Regions from separate parts of the Mus musculus genome. Here region 2 is linked to region 1. Evidence: chromatin contacts called from public Hi-C data. All regions are on one chromosome and are shown on one strand. The core of a region is the stretch at or near the end of the contact, and the rest is flanking DNA. Distances in the headings are between cores, read along the strand shown. Region 1 overlaps Pde4dip (phosphodiesterase 4D interacting protein (myomegalin)). Region 2 overlaps Pde4dip (phosphodiesterase 4D interacting protein (myomegalin)).

The links. A called contact is a pair of places that touch in the nucleus more often than the background predicts.
Region 2: a contact with region 1 is called in a Hi-C map of liver, with 2.4 times the contacts expected there. The contact joins two enhancer-like sites. A contact is called at or near these places in 2 of 15 datasets of contacts at CTCF or cohesin (CD8 T cells and the NIH/3T3 cell line), 7 of 484 Hi-C or Micro-C datasets (3T3-L1-derived adipocytes, bone marrow-derived macrophages, cardiomyocytes and 3 more), 9 of 115 datasets of contacts at active chromatin or transcription factors (bone marrow-derived macrophages, embryonic fibroblasts, embryonic stem cells and 4 more) and 3 of 9 other capture datasets (adipose tissue, liver and pancreatic islet).

What each region holds. Positions count from the first base shown.
Region 1 is chr3:97,753,279-97,760,797 of GRCm38.p6, forward strand. It overlaps Pde4dip (phosphodiesterase 4D interacting protein (myomegalin)), which reads right to left. Exons shown (of 47, transcript NM_001289701.1): 9 at 5,521-5,652; 10 at 4,254-4,373; 11 at 3,926-4,018; 12 at 3,606-3,818; 13 at 2,161-2,319; 14 at 1,154-1,267; 15 at 848-985. Among named protein-coding and RNA genes, the nearest start is that of Gm46816, 9.1 kb to the left of the region's middle. Within about 2 kb of position 3,598, at least 29 of the 459 cell types and tissues checked have an H3K27ac peak or open chromatin away from gene starts, as enhancers often do. A contact at or near this core is called in liver and pancreatic islet, where this site is marked.
Region 2 is chr3:97,814,453-97,821,971 of GRCm38.p6, forward strand. All of the region lies in intron 4 of Pde4dip (phosphodiesterase 4D interacting protein (myomegalin)), which reads right to left. Among named protein-coding and RNA genes, the nearest start is that of Gm46816, 70 kb to the left of the region's middle. Within about 2 kb of position 4,114, at least 12 of the 459 cell types and tissues checked have an H3K27ac peak or open chromatin away from gene starts, as enhancers often do. A contact at or near this core is called in liver and pancreatic islet, where this site is marked.

The DNA.
Region 1 (7,519 bases), core at 2,348-4,847:
GGTGCATGCTTTTAAACCCTAATCTCGGCACCCAGGAGGCAGAGGCAGATGGATTTCTCTGACTTCAAGGTCAGGCTGGTCTACAAAGCAAGGTCCAGGACAGTCAGGAAAATGAAGATAGAGAAACCTTGCCTTGAAAAATCAAAAACAAAATAAAAACAAAAACAATCCAAATGAGAGAGAGAAAGAGAGAGAGAGAGCACGAAAGAAGAGAAATTAAGACCTGCCTGACCCTTTTTGGAAGAGGAGAAAACAGAGAATGGGTTACCAGTATTTATTTACTTATTTTTAAGTCTGGTTTGTGGAGAGGTAAATATAGAACGTGTGATAAAGTAGGATTGTGGGAGTAGTTTCTCTAACAAAAAAGTGAATGGCCTCTTTAAGAACACACAGATGGTGTGTTAGATAGGTTTAGATAGGATCTAAAATAAGTATGCAGAAAAGCTACAAGTATACATTAAGAAAACAGTTATGTGGTACTCGGGCATCTACATAATATCAACAGGGAAAACACAATATAAAGTCTGTACGTACATACTTTACCCCAACAGTGCTCATGCAAAAGTGTATGTGCATATCTACATTAATAGGCATGGATGAGAAGTCAGATCCATGTTAGCCGCAACCACCATCCACTACTCCCCATGAATCCGTAAGGAAAAGGAAAGAGAAGCGCCGGAAGCCTCCGACGGGCGGTGGCGGATGCGTGAATGCTACTTTCCTCTGGTTTTAATTTTGTTTCCCTTTCAGAGCAAATACTCTGGGCTACAGAGAATGATGGAGAGGCTGCTGCTTCAGGCCTTGAAGGCTTCAGGAGTGAGGAGAGTAGGCTGGGTTTGGCTCTTACCTGCATGGTAGCTTCATTGGCGGACAGGACACAACGCAGTCTCTCTAAGTCATGGTCTCGGTCCCTCACAGCTAGGCGAAGCTGCCGCAGTTCCTTGTCCTTTTCTTCTAGAGCAGAGAACTTCTCATCTATGACCCGCTGCAAGGAAAGTGAGGCTCCTAAGCACTGGACAGTTCACTGAACTATCTATCACCCTTATTCACTCAGATCCCAAGTGTGAGAGCTGGAAGCTGAGACCCCAAAGCAGCCATTCAGACACCATCTCGGCTAGGACAGACGGCAGTGGGAAGGGGACGGGCCGAGTACCTCTAGAGCAACAGCTCGGTCTTGTATTCGTTGCCGCAATTTCTCAAGAAACACTTCGTTTGTGTCTAGAGTTTTGTCTGCGTTGTCACGATACTGTAGGAGCTCCTGGAGTTCCTGATGAGACAGAAGTACTTTCCTTTATTCCTTTACCTCTTAGCTGAATTTCTTCACTTTTCCAAGAAATTTGTTGTTTAGTACACATACACAAATGAGTCAGAGATGACAGAGACATAAATTGTTAATAATCCTGCAACAAATAATTTAACAGGCGAGCCAGTCCTCTCATGGAAACACAGGACACACAGTCGCCTAAAGGTGTCAGTAAAGACCTCACTAAAGATTGTGAGCTAAGCCTGGTGGAACACACCTGTTATCCCAGCACTGAGGACGCAGAGGCAGGTGGATGTCTGTAAGTTGGAGGCCAGCCTGGACTACAGAGCTCCACGGCAGCCAGGGCCACAGAGTCAGACGCCGTCTCAGAATAAAACAAAACTACCAACAGCAAAAAGATACTTCCCAAATGAAGATGTGTCATGGGTACATCTGTGAGGGAGTGGGAATTGTATACAATGGTATGTAAAAGTTATTTGCTCTGGAATTTAGGAGATTAGAGTAGGTGACAGAGCAGATCGTATTTCTTAGTGCTCCATTTCCCCTAAAATTGTCATTCTGTCACTGAATTCTGCAGCTGTTTCTGAAGAGATCTCTCCTGCCATGTCTTTATGAAGCAGAGTGGCTGACTCAGAGGTGTTGCTTTTGCTGCACACTACCTGTGCTGTTTATATTCACACACAGTTAGTTACGTGCTGGATAGACATCATGCTGCTCACGGATGTTCACACACAGTTAGTTACGTGCCGGATAGACAGCATGCTGCTCACGGACTGTATTCTCTACTCACTGTGTATGTTTCCATCTCCAGCAGTCCTATGTGGGCACAGGTGGGCCTCGGAGGTGGTCTGAGCAGGCATTTGGGAGCTCAGAGGCTGCTTTCGTCGAGGACTCACCTGAATTAGCTGCTCTTTGTGACTCAGACTGTGACTTAGGTGTTGGATGTTTTGTCCCTGGGTTCGAATCTCATTGTATTTTTCCGCCTCCAGAACATGGAGCTGCTGGCTCTTGCTGTGCAGTTCTCCTTGGAGGTGCTGTAAAGCCTTTCGTAATTCCTGAAATAAACAGATCGTGCTTTTATGGCAACCTTGCCACGTGACCATGCGATGTGACGGTCTCAGCACTTTCAAGGCAAGTTGGGCATGACGGCATCTGCCCATAGTCCCAGCCGCTGGAGAGCCTGAGGGCAGAAGGAGCTCAAACGCAGGGCCCGCCTGGGCAACATAGCTCCTCCATCGCATCCCCAAAACAGAACAGAGAGACAAAAAACGTCAAAGGCATGTAACAAAATATAAGGTAGCAGAGAATACCATCATGTAACTTGATATAGAAAGGTATAGAGAATATAAATGAAATAGGATAGGAAAGCTTAGGAAAAGTATGGAGTAGAAAGTAAAGCTGGTTCAGTGGTCCCAAGGCAGTGCTCGATTTCTGGCTTAAGAGGACAGCTCTACCCTCTACCGAGTGAGGTTTGCACCATAATTCTGATCCTTCCCTAATGAACTCAGCTTCCCATGCACGATCACCTGCCAAAGTCTCAGAAATTTTAATATTTCTAAGGAAAATCCAGGGCTCATAATTAATTTCTGAACTACTAAGATAGGAGACAGCACACAAAAAAAGGATCTTTAAAATTCAGAGAACAAACAAACAAACAGCATGTGTTCCATGCTAACAAGATAGAGGACTATTTAAGGACTGTATAATGCTACATACATTTAAATTATATGACTAATTATGCATGGACATGCCCTTCTCTACTTTACTCAATGACTTTTTCAATTTAATTAATCTATGTATTTACTTATTTATTGGTGTGTGTCTTACTTATATGAGTGCAGGTACGCCCGCGTGGGGGTCAAAGGACAACTTTCAGGAAGTGGTTCTCTCCTTCCGGCATAGTTCTGGGGCGGAAACGCTTGTGAGTCAAGCATTTTTCACTTGTTGAGCTACCTCATCGGCCTCAGCTGACTTTATCCTTATAACCTCAGCGATCTCCTCCTGCACGAGGCGTAAGCACTCTGACTTCTTTCCTCCGACCCTCCTGGACATAGCTATGGGAACATAAGCCAGACCCTTTGGGAGTATTTATCCTATTAACATCTGTCGTGTGACTGCCTCTCCTGCTAAAGTAGAAATAAAAAGGCAGAGTCTGATATCTACCTTTGTACTTCCAGGACACAGTCTGCTCATCTGGTGCATGACCTCTGGGGGCAACAAACACTGACCACACTGGGTAGGCCAACGATGCAAGGGTTTAGGTTGGGCACAAACTGTCCTGCTCACAAGTCATGGTGGGGCAAAGTCAGCGCTGGGAGCAAGAGAACGGTTAATGATTTACCTGGTTATGTTTCCAAGCAGCTTCCTTCTGGTGCTCTCTCTCCTGGGCTGCAGCCTCCACTAACTGCACACATCGCTTGCCATCCGCCAGCTGGCGTTCTTTCTGCCGGACCAGCCTCTGGAGCCTCTGTATTTCAAGCTGGCTGCAGAATAGAGCGCTCTGAAGGTCAAGCAGGGCTACCTGTTGCTGAGCAGGGGCAATGCCCTCTGAGCTCTGAAAAGAGGAGAATCACAATCACAGTCACAGGGAGGGAAGCACGGAGCCCCCGGGAGACCCGGGCAGCCAGGGCGGCCCCATTCCTGCCTGTGGCCCTCACGTACGTGGAGCTGTCCGAGCTGGCTCTGGTGCAGCATTTCCCGAAGCTTTGCCATTGTGTCATTTTGTCCTTCGATCACCTGGTACAGCTCCTCAGTCTGGAAATGAGAGGAGGAGGATAGCGTGCTAAGGTTAGCCAACGACTCGGAAAGTCCTTCTCTCTCCTGTGCAGATGTTAGGGACAGGAGCTTTCCAAAGCACCTACTTAGCGGACAATTTCCCATAGAAAGATTTGCTGGCCTGACAATAGTGACATCTACAAATAGAGAGCACTTATCTACGTCACCAGCGTGACCCGTCTCCCCACAGGTCTGTGACCACGTAGCCTCTCACCTCACTTTCCCTGCTTTTAAGCATTTCCTTGAGGCTCTGGATTGTCGTATCTTGCTTCTGAGATGACTCCTGTGCAGATTTCAGCTCACAGCTCAGGTCATTCAGTTTCTCTTGAAGAATCTGAATTCAGCAGAGAAAGTCCTGTTAGCTCCATGATGACTTTTAACCTCGAGGGCCATCACACTGTCCTGTGCGTTTCGGGTTTAAAGAACAACTTAGGGCATACCGCCTTACTCCTTTCCCGTGCACTGTAACCATCAGACTATGAAGAGAGGCAGCAGATGTGCACTGCTTCCCTCAATGCGCAGATACCTCAGTTCTCATGCACTGCACACGTTCTTTATGTCAACAGCCAGCGTATTCTCTTGACTCTCCCATATGACCAAGGAGTGCCTGCTATCTAGTACAGGAAAGGCTATTATAAGAGCACACTTGACCAGATATTCAAGAGCCCCCTTGGGACAAGTGCCTTGAAAACAGACATTAAAATCCATGAGCTAACAAGGGTAAGAAGATATACAAAAATTTAAAGCGGGGCGTGGTGGCGCACGCCTTTAATCCCAGCACTTGGGAGGCAGAGGCAGGCGGATTTCTGAGTTCGAGGCCAGTCTGGTCTACAGAGTGAGTTCCAGGACATCCAGGGCTACAGAGAAACCCTGTCTCGAAAAAACAAAAAAAAAACAAACAAAACAAAACAAAACAAAAAAATTAAAGCACAAATTTCTTGCATCAGAGCTTTACTGTAGAGTTAAAGATTACATGGAGATCTGATCTCATTCCCAAAAGGCATCAGGAAATGTTGTATATGTGGGACAAACTAAAATCCTGATAAGAAACAGAGAGAAGAGGACCTGAGTTGAATCCCCAGCAGCCACATAAAAAGCCAGACTTAGAGGTGTGTGCTTAGAATCCTAGCTCTGGGAGTGTGGAAACAGATGCATCTCTGGCTAGCCTCATTTTTAAGCCCTGGGTCCTAGTGAAAGATGGTCTCCAAAAGTACTCCAAGGTAGATAGATACCTCATGAGGAGCAATTCCTGAGACTGAGCTGTAGTACACACACACACACACACACACACACACACACACACACACACATACACACACACGCAGCTCACACATACAATAAAGGAAATAACGATAAAAGTATAGAATTATACTTCTAAATTGGCCATTCTGTAGAGAACAAGGGATGGCCCAGCGTTCATCTCTCAGACTCTAACACAGACTCAGGATGATGAAGCGGGACTAGAGCGAGTCCTGATGTACCTTGTTGGTGGCCTCTGTTTGCTGGATTTTGTCCTGGAGTTCTGCCAGGTGGGACTCAGACACAGGTGGCTGGGTTGTAGGGGTCTCATGCAAGTCCGGCTTCTGTTGCGTGGGTAACCCTTTAGGCACGGGCTAGAAGGCAGCAGGGCAGACAAGCACACTGAGTAAACGCAGCCAATAAGCCATTTGATTTTCATGTTCAAACTGGGCCTCCTTTTTCAGAAAGCTGGAAACCATAGCTGCGGCACAAATGATGAGGTGACTTCCAGCAGACAGTCCTGCTACGTGCTAGGAGTACCACTTCACAGATGTCCCTATGTGCTACTTCCATAGGAGCTACTTCCCTCCATCCTTGACATTCCCCACCCGTTCACACAAACCCTACGCTACTCTGTCAGATAAAGCGAGTGACTCAGAATTTAAAGACAAGGGGGACTTACTAAAGAATATGGCTACAACCACATATTTGCTTCAGTCTATGTTTAACCATGAGATGAATGAAGGTATCAAAGGATCAAAGTCATATTCCAATTACCAGGCCTATTTGTGTTACTGGAAAACCTGGCAAACTTTATTTTTTGAATGAGTTCAACATTAGGGAACAGCATTTCTGCAGTACACATTTCCTTAGCTTGTACTGCAGTTGATAAGAGAAGTCCTTGTCCTTAAGAAATACATGTGGATGTATCTAGAGTAAATTACTTGTTTGGAAGCTTTTAAAATAATAATAATAATAGCTATTATTATTATTATTATTAATGTAGCCAGACACAGAGAAGGAGTAAAAAGGCAAAATGTAATGAAAATAGCAGCCCTCCGTAATCCAGAGGGATGGGTGCAGAAGAATGGGAGGTTTTTGAACTTTTTTCTTCTCAATTGTCTCTATAAACCAAAATTAATCAAAATAAAAGGGGCCGGTAAACTTAAAACCAGAACCGGCAGGACTCAGTGTAGTTTCTGGGCATACTCAGTCGTAAAGAGCACTGGGTGACCTCTCTCAAACTCCACCTGAAGATCACAATGAGCTAAGACAGTGGGTACCTAAGGAACTCCTGGCTGCATTAAATCCTCCCTCCTCTGCCAGCCCCTTCCTCCTTAGGAAAAGTAAAGAAGCGCTATTCATGCTTTCCTTTTCCTGGACTTTCAAACTTCCCGAAGACCCAACCTTGCAGAGCCTGGGGTTACAGCTGGCTTTAAATACCTTCCTGCAAGGGACTGAGCAGAGGAAGTGAGGGGTTTGGTTACCCCAGTGCTGGTTACTGCTTTGTTTCTGACACTATAAAATACAGAGCGCTGTGGGTGGGGAGCACTACGCAGGCAAACACTTAGTTCTGGCTCCCATTAGTCTTGGTTTATTGAGGAAGTAGTCATACTAGAAGACTATTCATTTCGACAGGTCATATAAAAAAGGCTCTTGGCAGAGATGAAATTTATTTAGATCTACAAAGGATGAGAGCTTTTGACGCTGGCTATGATGAGTAAGGACTAATGTTCTAGGCCAACCGGAGGAATGGGTAGGGTTAATGGATACAAAATATCGACTTTGTTACTTTTATAAGCAATGTAATCTTATAACTAACAACTGACACTGAAAACCATATTTTTTTTTCTTGTTTTGTTTTGAGACAGGGTCTCATAATCCCAGTCTGGCCTCAAATCCCAGGATCTAGCTTCTCAACTGCTAAGATTACAAGCCTGCATCACTGCACCCAGCTTTGAATCATTGCTAAGAATCAAAAGGGTGCAATGAATTCAAGAAAAACAGGTACAAACAAGGATGTTTTATTACCTTCATAAGCCCACAGCTATTTCTGAATAGCTCATTAAAAGGCTACTTTATGGGCTGGAGAGATGGCTCAGCGGTTAAGAGTGCTAACTGCTCTTCCAAAGGTCCTGAGTTCAAATCCCAGCAACCACATGGTGGCTCACAACCATCTGTAATGAAATCTGATGCCCTCTTCTGGAGTGTCTGAAGACAGCTACAGTGTACTTACGTATA
Region 2 (7,519 bases), core at 2,864-5,363, 62 kb after region 1:
TCTGAGACTTTTGAAGGCATTCATATCTATTGATTGTCCTTTGGGAAGTAAAAGTTGGAAGGAGGTAGCAAGTATCCACTAAACACAAATATCTTTTAAATATTTGTAACTGATATGTTTGTCCTTGGTTAAATTTTATTAGAGCTTCACATCCATGGTGATTGCACACACACACACACACATGCACACACAGAGAGAGAGATGAGAGAGAGAACAAATGTTCAAAGAAAAAGTTGGAAGCCATGCATACTGTAAAATGGTTCATCTATATGAAAATATTATCTATTCCTTTGAAAATTACACATAAGATTACCATATACTCCAACCATTCTTGTCTGGGTCCGGAAACCCATCTCAAGCAGACATTTACCAACCTGTGATCACAGGAACCTATTTAGAATGCCAAATGGTGGAGGGAGTAGGCATGGAGACATGACAAATACGTAATGAACTGGAATTTAGCCTACCAAGGAAATTCTAACACAAGCTATGATGTGGCTGAACCTGGAGGGCGTTACACGAAGCAGTCACAAACAGACAAATGTATTGTTTCCCTTACATGTGTCAGTTGTGAGATCATGAAGACTGAAAGCACAGTGAAGATGGGTGGAAAGACCAGGGAATGGGAAGTTGGTGTTTGATAAAGACAGTTTCAGCTGGGGTCAAGTTCAGCTCTGTGGATAGGAGGGTGATGCTCGTACGTCAGTGTGATTGCACAAACTGCACACTTAAAGTAGTTGTAAAGCTCAATCTTGTTACATATTTTACTATTATACATTTGTGTGTGTGTGTGTGAGAGAGAGAGAGAGAGAGAGAGAGAGAGAGAGAGAAAGAGAGAGAGAGAGATTAGAGACCAGAGATAAATGTTGGGCATCTTTCTCTATTGGTGTTCAACTTATTTTTTCAGAGGTTTCTCACTGAACCTGAAACTCACTAATTTGGCTAGATTGGCTGCTGGTGAGCTCTGGGATAGGCCTAGTACCATCAATTCTTTTTGTTTCCTCCCCCCACCCCCATCCCCACCCCCACACCTCTGCATCCCTTCTACTGTCACTACTATCACCTCCACCACCCGACCCCAACCCAACACTGGAGCCACAAACACTGGCCTTATCAGAGTTTTTCTTCTAATCACTGGGAGGCAAATCCCAAACTGAATCCTGGGGCCCAACATAATTCAAATCCACCTTCACTCACCTTCCTGATCATGGTTACATAGTTTATACTTCTGTCTGCACTTATTCCAAAGCCACTCTTTCTAATAGCTGTGTGCATCCAGATTTTCACAGCAATAGCCAAGGGATGGTACTGTTGAAAGAATGCCTGGTTTAAGCTTCTAGCTTGGATGCTCACCTTGTTAACAGTGCCACTTTAGCTGTGTGCACACATGCATTCCTGCATGAGGTCAAGCATCTCTTGATTACCATACACTGTCTACTGTGGTAGCAGCTAGTGGAAAAAGGCATTCACAAAGAAATAAAGATGAGAGTAAGAAAGCCTACTGCAGATGTGTGCACAGGGCTCCTGTAGTCATGAGAATAACATGCACCAGGTGTCATTGTGGGGTTTCACAACTATGAGGCCAACATAGAACAAATGGTGTAGCTCATTTCACTCCACAGCTACTGTCCAACATGCTGAGGTACTGAGTACCACACGCCACTGAAGCACAACGTATCTAAACACCCAAGCAGAAGATACAGTCCACAGATAGAGAACAGGAATCTGTATAGGGCCTTGACTGTGAGCGAAGCTTGAGGGGCTGGAAGGTGGGCGTGGTAAGTGGGTGACAGGGAAATCACTGGGAAGGCCTGATGCGATACCCAGCACCACGGTGGACTTTATGAACACTATATACTTGGGTTACACCAAATTTACCTTTAACTCTTTTAATTAATAATTAACCTCAGCTTATTGTAACCACTTTATAAACTTTTAATTTGTTTTATTTTGCTCTTTTGTAATAACAAGTTAAAATATAAACATACTATATGGTTGTACAAAAAAATTTATATTGTTCATCTAAACGCCTTTTTCTATTTCAATTTTTTTCTTTTTAACCTTTTCTGTTTAAAAAACAAAGAAACTAAGACAGAAGCACACATTGACCCAGCCCACCAGAGGTAATACCAGCTGTATCACTGTGTCCTGTCCCCCCAACACACACACACCTCCCTGTTCATCCTATCCTTCTGGAAGATCCTCAAGGCAACAGTGCTCATGGAATTATCTGTCATCTCTTCTGATAAATAACTTCTGACATCATTCCTGCAGGACCTGCCTGTGGCTGTTCTTAAGTTAACCTTTCCTTTTTTTTTTTTTTTTTAGTTTTAGTTTTTGGTTTTTGGAGACAGGGTTTCTCTGTAGCCCTGGCTGTCCTGGAACTCACTTTGTAGACGAGGCTGGCCTCAAACTCAGAAATCTGCCTGCCTCTGCCTCCCAAGTGCTGGGATTAAAGGCATGCGCCACCACACCCGGTAACCTTTCCATTTTGATAAGTAAAAGGAGATTACTTTAAATTGATGGTAAAAATTATAGTAGCCAAGCATGGTACCCATGCCTTTAATTCCAACACTCAGGAGGCAGAGGCAGGTGGAGGTAGATTTCTGTGAGTTCGAGGCCAGCCTGGTCTACACACTCAGTGCCAGTTCAAGGCCAGACTGATCTACATAGCTGAGTTTCAGGACAGCTGGGGCTACACTGAGATATCCTCTCTCAAAACACAAGAAATAATAACAATGACAATATAATTGTATTATAACATATATAATACATTATTATTATGTATTATAGTGCAGTAAACACACAACGAGGTAAAGGATGATCGTCTGTTACTATAGAGCAGCACTATGGTACATGCTGCATGTGCTATGTCCTTATACACCTGGCTGTGCCACAGGCTGGGTCATACAAGCATCACTACAAACATGAAGATGAAGTACCATCCTAAACTACTACAAAGGCTATGACATCGGTGGGAGTTGCTTAGCTTCATTCAAAGCTAATGGTCTGTATTTGTCCAGGTTCAATCAGGCAGAGAGAAGCAGAACCAAGGTTCTTACACCAGGACTGCCACACTCGCAGCTCAGCAATATGGTAATAGTAGGAGAAGGACAGTTTGGTGAGCAATAAAGTCAGGAGGTTGCTCACCATACCTATAAAAGTGTGATATGTTCAAGCCTCAAAGACAACCTGGGAATAGGACCGTTCCATCTCAAAGATGAGAAAACTGGTCTAGCAAGGTGGCTCAGCCAGGGAAGGTGCTTGCCACTAAGCCTGACAGGGAAGGTGCTTGCCACTAAGCCTGACAGGGAAGGTGCTTGCCACTAAGCCTGACAACCTGAGTTCAATCTTTTGAACTTACATAATGGAAGGAGAGAACTGACTCCTGGAAGCTACACACACACACACACACACACACACACACACACACACACACACACACACACACAGAGAGAGAGAGACACACAGATACACACAAACACACAGACACACACAGAGAGACCAACACAAACACAGAGACACACACACAGACAGACACAGACACACCCCAAAAAATCATTTAAAAACTTTAACAGTGAGAAAACTAGAGATTTATGTCTTGAATCAGGCAGCTCAGGGCTCATAAAGGAATGAGACACAGCTCGCTCTACTTCTATCTAAAGGATAAATTCACTTTCATCTTCCAACATTATTGATACTTTCATTTTGGAAGAACATCTCTTGACAAAGAAAAGTATAGCTGGTCAGATGGCTCAATGGTTCAGAGCACATGCTGGTCTTCCTGGGGACCCAAGTTTGGCTCTCACCACCCAGAGTGGGTGGTTCACAGCTCCAGAGGGATCCAACATGGGACTAGGACTCGTGTGTGTGTGTGTGTGTGTGTGTGTGTGTGTGTATGTGCATGTGTGTGTGTGTATGTGTAATATGATAATATATAATATATTGGTATATAGATAAGATCATAAATAAATATTTTAAAAACAAAAATAAAAGTACAAAAACCATACCCAGTTAAGTTAGATTCTCTGCAAAAATGTGAAAGTTGTACAAATAATTCTTTAAAGAAAACCAGTGATCATGAAACATGTGTACTTTGGAATCTGTAGTTATACATTAACTTGCTCTGGTCCAGGATGACAATCTTCCATTTCTCTTCACTTTCTGCTCTTAGACCCAGCCTTGTTACATTTTAAATTCTATCTGAAAAATACAACCCTTGGGCTTATGAAAAGCAAAGAAGTCCGAGCAAGAAAATCATCACCATGGGGTCAAAGGCTGGTGGCTTTCAGAATGCTGTTGGGAGACCACATGTTGGTCATACAACAGTGGTTCTCACACATTTCAGGGCTACATATTCAACTAGTAAGAGGAGATGCAGGATTAGGTAATAAATGAGGTGGTCAGCCATGACACAACCCAGAAACTACTTACACAGCACCTGTATCCAGCAATACAATGAAGCCTGTCCTGCATGAAGTGGGTCATACCCATCTGTGGACCACCTGCAGTGTCATCTCTCTTTTCTTTGATCCCCTGTCAGGAGCGATATGCCTTAGTGGTTACTCCTTAGCTTGATTTTTTTTAGTCAAAATGGTAGCCTGCTGTGGGGCATTGGGCTATGCACAGACAGGCTAGTTTCTAGTTGAGGCTAGATCTTGAACCCTGGGACCCTGTGGTGATAATTTACCTACATGGGACGGAAGGAGTTCTCTCGTGTGTCCTGGAACTCTGGCTCCTGCCTAAGTTACCACCCCCCACAACCCCCAAAAGAGAAGCTTGGCTAGAAGTCATGTAGACAATGGCCCACGATTCTGACCTTCAGGCTAAACTCCTCCCCTGTTACCTAGCAACAGAAAAGATAGCAGCTCACTTTAAAAGGGACTGTTTGGCCTCTCCTTGCTCTCTCACTCCTCTCATTCCTTTGTTCTCTTGCTCTTCCTCTCCTCTCCTCTCCTCTCCTCTCCTCTCCTCTCCTCTCCTCTCCTCTCCTCTCCTCTCCTCTCCTCTCCTCTCCTCTCCTCTCCTCTCCTCTCCTCTCCCTCTCTCCCTCTTACTCTCTCTTTCTCTCTAGCCTTTCCTCTCTCTCTTTCTCTCTTTTTCCCATTTGTCTCCTCTTGGCCATGGCCAGCCTCTCTCACTTTCTACCTTCTCTCTTTCCCCCTGCCTTTCTACAATAAAGCTCTAAAACCATAGACAGTCTCTGCTCATTAAGGCTGCGCTCACTCGCATGCACGGGAACCTCTCTTCCCTCAGCCCTCTCTCCCATAACCCCGAAGCTACAAGGGCTCAGGGGCTCCTTTTGCTTTTGGGGGCTGCCTCTTGTCCACCCTCCATCAAGTGGGTCAGAGGCTTGGATGCCCACCCAGGGCTGAGTGGAAAACGTCTGGCAGCCCTCCCACGTCTGCCTGTCCAGAGCATAGATGAAACTCTGGCAGGATGTGGGTTATCCTCCCTTCCCCTCCTTCCCAGGCCCCTTTTTAGTTCCCCACAGCCTGCCCCTTTGCCTGTAGAACTGAACCTACAATTACTACTGGCTACCACGAGGGGTGGTGGTCCCTACTCCCATAGGTGTATGTTCTTGTTTATCTGTGCTAAAAGTAAAGAGCCTCTTAAAACTATTTAGGAGCTGGCGAGATGGCTCAGCAGTTAAGAGCACTGACTACTCCTCCAGAGGGCCTGGGTTCAATTCCCAGCCACCACATGGCAGCTGACAACTCTCTGTAACTCCAAGATCTGATACCCTTACACAAACATACATGTATGCAAAACACCAATGCCTTTAAAGTAAAAAATAAGTTACTTTTTAAAATGTACATACGAAGTTGAATTATTACTAATATTTACAAAATCTGAAGCTTCAAGGATATTTTACTTAATATTCAACCCACTGTAGCTAGTTTCAAAGAATCAGTGTTTTTTTTTTATGTGTAACTCAATACTCTTTAATAAAAATATGGTTGGTATGATTTTTAATTTTATTTTCTTAGTTCTCTAATAAACCCAGAGGAGAGAAACTCTAGGGCCCTTTTAAAATTTGCTTTTAGTCTTTGGCATAACTCTAGATTTCACAACTATTCTTACTGAAAAAAAAATCCATATAGCTTTCCTCCCAATAAAGCATTTATCCATTTTAACCTCTCCTTCACCCTGTCTCTGTCTCTCTTTCCTTGTCTCTGCCTTTCTGCCTCTCTGTCTGTCTCTGCCTCTCTCTGTCTCTGTCTTTGTTTCTCTGTCAACTACCTAAGGAGGACTTGCTACTTGAAAGAGAAACACAGACCCTCTTCCCAGTCCTGTTCTCCCTATTTCTCAGAAGTTGTCATGGTGGAATGTTTAATCATCTCACATTAAGACCGTAGTTTTCCCTCTTAAGTACCAAAATCTAAACTAAAAATCTATCCACAACAGACATGTAGTACATAAGTTCATAAGCACTGGTTTTCTTTAGAGAATTACTTGTACAAAACCCACAAACTTTTGCAGAGAGTCCAACTCATCAAATGGGTGTGATTTTATATTTTTTATTTTTAAAGAAATGTTTGTCCAACATGAGACAAAAAACAAGCTAAGTACAGTAACAGATGTCATGAACCACTTGACTTACCCCGCGGTTCTAGTTGCTTTACTACCAATTAATCTTCCCAGCCTAAAGGAATCATGATGTGAATAACAAGCATGATCAGAAGATGCACCATTACGATCATATTATAAAGAGTCAGACCTCTATTTCACTTCTAAGATACCACAATAACTACTAGCAAGTGTATAATGATTATCCTCTTTTATAAGTGTGATGCTATTAAATTTACAAAGCAGTTGAAAAATTTTTATGTCACCTTCATGGCTGTTATTTATTCATACAACAAATGTGTCTCGGTGCCTGCGGCATTATTCTGAATATCAATCAGTTCTGTGGAGGCTGGAACAGGTTTGGAGAAGCCACGTGGCTTGTCTAGTAGTTACCTGGGGCTCCTGGTGCAGTGTTTCTGAATCCCTGGTTCTTCTATCAAGACAGAACTTTGCTGTTTCCTATCAATCCCTCATTACTACATACAGGGATATTAACCTATGATATTAACAATTTTAAAACGACAAGATTACAGGCTGGAGAGATGGCTCAGTTCAATTCCCAGCACCTAGATAAGAGCTCACAACTGTGTATAACTTCAGTTCCAGGGGACCCAACACCTTCACACAGACATTCAGTCAGAACAAGTCAAAACACCAATACACATGAAATGAAAATAAATATTTTTTTTCTTTTTTAAAAAATATTTATTTATTTATTTATTTATTTAAAGTACACTGTAGCTGTCCTCAGACACTCCAGAAGAGGGAGTCAGATCTCGTTACGGATGGTTGTGAGCCACCATGTGGTTGCTGGGATTTGAACTCCTGACCTTCGGAAGAGCAGTCGGGTGCTCTTACCCACTGAGCCATCTCACCAGCCCGAAAATAAATATTTTTTAATGGCAAGCTGGGTAACTGGACTCACTTCTATACTCCCAGCACTCAAGGG